Regions from separate parts of the Dromaius novaehollandiae genome. Here region 2 is linked to region 1. A link is a contact called in public Hi-C data. All regions are on one chromosome and are shown on one strand. The core of a region is the stretch at or near the end of the contact, and the rest is flanking DNA. Distances in the headings are between cores, read along the strand shown. Region 1 overlaps NCOA7 (nuclear receptor coactivator 7). Region 2 holds the start of TRMT11 (tRNA methyltransferase 11 homolog).

Evidence for each region. A called contact is a pair of places that touch in the nucleus more often than the background predicts.
Region 2: a Hi-C map of brain shows a contact between it and region 1, with 3 times the contacts expected there. The contact joins the promoter of TRMT11 here to the enhancer-like site in region 1. A contact is called at or near these places in 2 of 4 Hi-C or Micro-C datasets (brain and ovary).

Annotation. Positions count from the first base shown.
Region 1 is chr3:59,065,050-59,068,768 of bDroNov1.hap1, reverse strand. All of the region lies in intron 4 of NCOA7 (nuclear receptor coactivator 7), which reads right to left. Among named protein-coding and RNA genes, the nearest start is that of NCOA7, 50 kb to the right of the region's middle. Within about 2 kb of position 1,793, at least 2 of the 2 cell types and tissues checked have open chromatin away from gene starts, as enhancers often do.
Region 2 is chr3:59,135,233-59,138,951 of bDroNov1.hap1, reverse strand. It overlaps TRMT11 (tRNA methyltransferase 11 homolog), which reads right to left and starts at 2,061. Exons shown (of 13, transcript XM_026105074.2): 1 at 2,042-2,061. LOC112986029 (a long non-coding RNA gene) reads left to right here. Exons shown (of 2, transcript XR_003259900.2): 1 at 1-2,575; 2 at 2,854-3,719.

The DNA of each region.
Region 1 (3,719 bases), core at 544-3,043:
CAGACAGATACACTTTCAGAAGTCTGAAAGAAGGTTACTGTAGCAATAATAGCAGAAAGGGTAAGATTAAGCTAAGAAGTGCACACCGCTTCACAAGCCAAGAGATGAGGCAAAATTAAGGAGGAGTGTTACTCCTATTGGCCCTCAGAAAAAAAGGACAAGCAGTATCTGTGCCTCTGTTGCTTTAAGGCAAGAAAAAAGGGCAAAATCTGAGTCTTATAGGATCAGATCTGGAGACTGAATGGCACAAGTTTATTCCAGAACTAGAGAGCCAGTGAAGAACAATACAGCACTAAGAGAAAAGATGAAATTACACAGGAGGAACCTTCTGGCAGCGGGATCTACTCAACCACTTAGCAGTGTCTCAAGAGACATGATCGGTACTGCATACCATTAGGATACTTGTAACAGTGCCATCATAGTGCTAGAAGATACATTGTACAGCACAATCTTGCATAGGCAGACAGATGCCGGAGGATTCCTTCCTGCAGGACGCAGAAGCCACAAGTCTTCCTCCTTGGTTCTGCGATGCCACCCACTGGTTGCAGACAAGAACACAACATGGCATTTCGTACAGACTCAGGGAGGAGCTTTTCACTCCATAGCTGCAGTTCCATCATCTTCTCCAAAAAAAAGAAAAATCTTTTAAACACTCTTTTCCACAAAATGTGGCAGGGAGCACTACAGCCTCCAGTTCTCCACAGCCTTCAGAAACTACATTATGATCATGCTACTAGAGAAGAGGGATTTACTGAGTCAACAAAATCCCTCTGACAGAAAATGACAGCTCTCGCATAAATCCATTGAAAGGAATGACATTCAAAGCGAAACAGCAAGGAAGTCACTGTCAGCATTTACAAATTCATAAAGGCAAACAGATTTACAAGCTTCTAATGAAGAGACATGGTGTGTTAGGAACAAATTATAGTGAGATGTAATGTTCTTCTCCTGTTTCTCTAATAACAATAAATAAAAAAGGACTTATGACCCTACAAAACATGAAAGGGAGATTATTCAGAGGACAGAGGTCTTCATTCTGTTAGACTGACAGATGTGACCTTTCTAGGCTAAAAGCAGCTTGTGACAGAACTTCCATTAAGCCAGGAAATAAATTATGTATGCATCATCATACTAACAGAGAGGAGAATCTGCAGGACTGTAGGTGTATCTAATGCATTTTTCTTTTCACTAGGAAAAGAAAGCATTTCAGCAAAGTGCAGAAAGCATTTAGAAAAATGCTAGTAACTCCAATATGAGATTTTCTTAAAATTCTAGGCATTAAGTCAAAGCTAAATAATTAGAAAGCAAAAAAAAAACAAAAACAAAAACAAAACAAAAAACCCTCAAGCCCCTGTGCAAACACACCCAGAAAAACGGTTAGCCATAAGTATTACAGGGGACACTATTTTAGTCAAAGCATCTCAGAAAAGTCAATAAAGGGACAACTCAGAGGGAAGAAATCATGTGGAAGAAGCGAGTTTTATGTATATGCACCTATAATCTTAAATAATGAAGACAGTACATTGCCTATGCACTGACAATTTATCCGAGCCACTTTCACACGGAGCTATATCAACATTGCAACGATAAAGCCTTCTCAGACTTGGCAGTATCTTTTCACCAATACAGCTAATGCATCTTCCATCGGGGAACTGCTGAATTCACACCTTCATGCACAACTCAGCTCAGCAAGACAGAGAGGTTTTGTCCTCTCCCCCATGCAGGTGCAGGCTGTTTAAACTAACTGAGTTCCAAGAGGCTGCAGTGGGCTTAGGAAGAGCTTGAAACTGCTTAGTCAGCATATTAGTGAAGCTGGCAACTTTCCAGAGAGCTGCAATAAGAAATGGCTAAGCATAGTAATCACTTTGGCCAGCACAGCTGCAGCAGGAATGCCAAGTAATACTATGGCAACTAATGTTTCAACCCAAATTACTCCATTTTGATAGTCACATAGGAAATATCTAGCTATTATGCTCATTTCACAATCAAGAACTTTCCATCTCTCTCTAAACTTTCACTTCCACAATTTTGACACTCCAGTTGGGTAAAAGTCTTTATTTAGGAACAACTGAAAACAGGATTTAAAAGCAAAGGGGTTTCTCTGTGGATTGTGTCAGTTAGGTCTGTGCTTAGCTCAATAACAGAACTAAATTCTTGGATTTCTTAAGGCACTAAAGAACCCAAAGGCCTCAAAATGTCTGCGAGACAGTTAAAAGCATTTCAAGTCACCCAACAACGTCAGTCTGCACTAGACATATTAACACTTACTAAACAAACATTAATGTTTGTTCAATAGTGATTGTTAGACCAGGGGTTCCCTCTGCAAAGACGACAGAGTACTTTATTTTTTCCCTTGGAAAGCTGAGAGGTACTCTTCAATGGGAGCCATGTAGGGAGAAGGCAGAGCAGGAGCCTTGCAGGGACAGGCAGAAGATGAGAAGCAACAGCATTCCCAGGCACTGCACTTGCACACTTCTGAGCTGCCTCTTGCTCCCTTCCCCCCCCCCCCCCACTTCTCCAAGGAAGTCCCAACTATCATTAAGTATTTTGCAAAACTATTGAAACACTATAAACAAAATTCAACTACCTCACAAAACTCTGAATTCCTTTAGGTACAAACGAGGAATAAATCACCGCTTTTAGTGGAAGCACTTTACTACCAGTACAGCAGAAGTTCATATTTGGATGTGTCTCAGTGACATGTTAATCATAAAAAAAAAAATAAAAAAAAAAAAAACACCACCACCACCACTAGCATACTAACAAGACAAGATTAGTTTACAGATTCATTCCTCAGTAAAACCCTTTCAGTTCTTGTTCTAAAGATTTTGTTCAAGAAGTCTGTGGTCAGAACTTGAGACAAAGGAGAAGCAAGTTTTCTTTTAGTTTCCAAATTATTGATCTTGTTAGATTCAAAGTTGCCAAAAATCATGCACTGATCGATAAATCACTAATCTCTTGTGCTTGCTAGGAGACATTACTCCAAGATTTGTTTATTTGTAAGGCATATATTGCCTCTTAAGAGAGATAATCTTAAGATGTGGACTAGTCTGCATGTGTCAGTCAATACAAAACATTTTATTGCTGATGCAGTTCCTTCTCCTAATGAGGAATCTTCCTCAGAAGTCAGCTGTCCACACACACTGGGTTAACAGGAATGAAGTCTGTTTCTATGATATCTACTGTATACCCTAAACCCCCCCTTTTTTTTCTTCTAAAAAAAGATTGCTTATAAGATAAAACTCATTCTCTTAAGATAAGGGTTTATTCCTATAAAATACCAAGAGAAAGTCTGGAAAGACTCTCATAAATCTCATCTAAAATAAATTTTTTGCTTAAACATCTGTGAGATGATTCCAAAACAGATCTATTTGCAGTTCTGGATTATAATTTCTTAAATAAGTTATTTTATCTGAATTACTTGCAAGAACAGAACTAATAAAAGTGCTTATGATTAATGGAGGTGCTGACACAGTTGAAAAAAAATCCTGAACTTTCCAGCACATGAGATTTTTGACATCTTGTTTAAAAATGTGTAGTTTATTCACTTTTTTGTTCACACTTCAATAGGCAAACAGAAGCTAAGTACTTAAAAAAGAAAGAAAACACTTATTTGGTGGTATCCAAAACTCAGTATGAACTAAGACTGAAAACTTAATCAGTACATACCAACTTGCAAAACAAAAAAACCTCCAAAAAACTTGACCTCCAATGCCATA
Region 2 (3,719 bases), core at 812-3,311, 70 kb before region 1:
TCTGCTTTGGGCTTTCTGGCTCTCGTGGCCTTTTTCTGGTAGTGTTTCTGTTAGTTTTGCTGTAAGGATTTTTAACTGAGAAAGATCTGAGAAAAGCTCCTGGGGCCAGGCAACCGTTTAAACTTCGGCTTCTACCCCTGGAAACAGCATACACAATTAGCGATTAGCAATGATAGGGCATATTTAGAAAGATAAAATAGTGTAAATGTGTCTGTCAAGTCTTTTTAGCAGAAAAGACCTTCTAAATTCCTTGTTCAGTATCAGTGACAGAGATGTTACTATCCAGCAGGAAAAAAAATGTATTGCAAGTTAATTTTTGTTGTGTTTTATTTTCTTAACATCTAGGCTTGATAACTAAAATCCTTTACTCACTGATCCCCCTGTTATGTTGATCTGAAAGGTTCAGCTTATCCAGATTTCAGTAAACCTTTTATTAGGACCAGGCCAGCTCAGCACTTAACTCACATTTTTTTGTTTCTGTGCTGATTTAGGATAGCTTTTTTCCTAGATGGTTAAGATTTTGCTCATGACCTGTAAGAGGCCACATTCTTTATATATCTCGATAATCTCATACTAGAGCTTCTCTAGTTTTCCGATCTTTTCCTGCAGTATTCAAAATTGAGGTTTGTTAAAACAATCTAAATGTGAACTGACATCTAATTGTGACTGTCCTAGATAGTCATTGAAGAGAGAGAGAAGTAGTAGATGTGGATTCATCTTCTTCACCTCAGCAGTTTAATGCTGAAACCTAGTAGTAAACATGTTGTTAAATTGCTGATAAATCCAGCTAGTCTGGGATTGTTTACAAAATCTTGGAATTGCAAAAAGAGATTTAGTAGAAGATGACTGCTTTTCATTTTCCAATCTGTTTTGCTTTAAATTCTTAGCTGTATAGCTTCCATTCTAGAAAGTTCTGTTGAGTTACTGGCACTTGTTCAAGCATAAGCTCTTTGAGACCGACATTCTTACTTTATCTGCATAGTGGATCACTATCAGTTCTCCAAAGGTGAATACTGTTTGTTTTCATACTTTCAAACTGAGGACCATGCAAGATCTCTTAACAGAGTCTCTATAAGGAGCGTACTGCTCAGCATAGTTTCAAAATGCATATACATTAATAAGTAAGAGTTGCAGAGTATTTGATCCTGACATAAAACTAAGTGCTTTTCAGACTCTGTATTTATAAACTTAACATAGGTCGCTTGATTCTTTTCAGTAACATTATAGCAGTTTTTTAGAGTGGGATTTGGTAGTCATCTTAAGTCAACAACATTACATAACTGTTTTAGGGAGGGAAAGGAAGAACAATTTATCCTTTTTAGACTTCAGGGGAATTTTAAGTACACAAAGTATAATTACTCTAATTGAAATTTATCCAGGAACCTAGAATTAACCACCCTTCTCTCAGGACAAATATAACAGGATCATGTGATGATCATGAGTTTCAATTTAAAAGTAAGTGAAAGACTGTGAATGAAAAGCCATTATTTAGTGTGCTGTTGTTTATCTCAGTTCTGTTTCACAGCCACTGTGTCGCTATCTTCTGTCCACCCTATGCACTATTTTAGAGCCAAACATAACAAAAGCTTTTTTTGACCGTGACTTACACGTTATGCTGGGGGATTTGGGGAACTATGACTTTTTGTGTTAATGGAGTTCATATGAAGCAGCATTAAAATTTATATATGGACCATAATACTAGTGAAACCTTATTTTTAAACAAAATAATTTAAATTTTAGAAATGCACAATCTATAATTTGATTATCAGTATTTCTGATCCCTCCCCCATAGAAAAGCCTGCAGTAATTATCTATTTTATCTACAAGTATCTGTCAGAAAAATATCAGTACTATTAATGTATTATTCTAGTTTGTATATTTTAACAGCTAAAGTATACATGATCTAGAAAAGATATGGTTATAACACAATCAGATCTCTATATAACAGTCTCTTCTTAATTCCTCAAAATAATTACATTCTGCACATAGAGTCCATATTTTATGTACATTTTATTTTATATATATAGGATAGCCTGTTTACCTGAATGAAACTGACATTTTCATCTCTCCCATGCAAACTTCCTTGTCTGCAGTGCCTGCTGTATAGGTTTTGCTAGGCAGACATTGCTGTGCAGCACAGCCTTTTAAGGGAGAAGTATCTGTTCTGTTTTTATGTTCTTTACTAAATACAGTGTTGTAGATGGTACCACAATAATTAACTGGAATTCTACTTCTTTTTGCAATGTTTGATGAGCAAAATCCCCCTGTTTCTACTGCATATCGCTGTTGCAGCTCCAAGATAATGTTTTCTGTGTATAATAACTATCATAATCTGTGGGAACCTTGTAAGCTTAGCTTTGTTTTGTCCACCTTTAAAAAGTGCACAGGCAGGGCAAAAGATCCCCACCCCTCTCTGTGGATTGGTGCACTGGCTCTTGAGGAATGGTTTGCTCTCTCCCTTGTCATTAAGCCTGTACTGAACAGGTCAACCAACACTGGATGAGATTATCTGGAAAGTGTACTGGGCTGCAGAACAGAAGGATAAAGTTCTTTAAAAGGCGTCATTGCATGAAAAGTAAGTAAATATTGCACTAAATTTATGTACAAAGGCTACAGGACATGTATTATAGATCTGTGTCTGAGAACTGGGGGGAATTATGTCTTAGAAGCTTGCAAGTTTAATTTAGTGACATATATTACTTACATGACTTCAGAATCCCTTCCTAAACAAAATGTTCAGCTATTTAATGTCTTTTTCAGTAGCCCAGCCTCTTCTCTTGTTCAGGACAAGCTTACAGAAATTATTAGAAGTTTTTTCTTGTATTGCTGATCTTAGTTTTTTTTCCTTCATAGCTGACAGTGCACACAACAACCATACTTAGAATCATTGATTTGGTTCCTGTTTGATTGCCATAAAACATTTTTAAGAAATGGAGGAAGATAAAGGGCAGAGTGCTAAAGCTACCAGTGCGGTGGGTGACCTAAGAAAAAGTTGGCAGACCTGGGCAGAGGATCAGATCGAGTATCAGAGAAAGAATCCGTTCAGCAACAAGGAGAGGCTTGCGTCTAAACCTGTGCATACCCACAGAGGAGATCCTACCTATGGGAGACCCCCTGAAGGGTCTAAAACAGAGCAGAGGGGGAAAGATGCCCACTCACATGTGGGGAAGGAAGTGGAAGAGCTGTGCTTGATCATAAGAAGCACCGGCGAGAGGGGAGAAGATGGACATGTGAGTGTGACATTTCGGCAGCTGTTTGAAACATATGTGACTATTTCCAATAAAGTAGTGGGGATCTTGTTGAGAGCCAGAAAACATGGTCTGGTTCATTTTGAAGGTGAAATGCTTTGGCAAGGAAAAGATGATGATGTGATCATCACTTTACTAGAATAAGGCTTTGTCATCTGATGAATTCTGCTGCATGTTTCCATTTGGAAAGAACATATCTAGATACCATCTTGAAAGAGGTTTTCCTTACAGAATTTCAACTCGGCAAATTAACGGGATATGAGCAGAAGAGAAAATTGGTAAGAAGGATGAAAGGTATTTTCATAAAAATGGTAGATATTGTGGACAGAAATCACAAATAGTCAACTAATCTATTACTCTCCCAATGGATTGTCCTTTCATTATTACCATCCCTTGCATGTCATTCTTTAAATGTCTCTGCTGGCTTATTGCTTTAGGTAGCTGAAAGTTTAAATTACTAATTTGCTACTG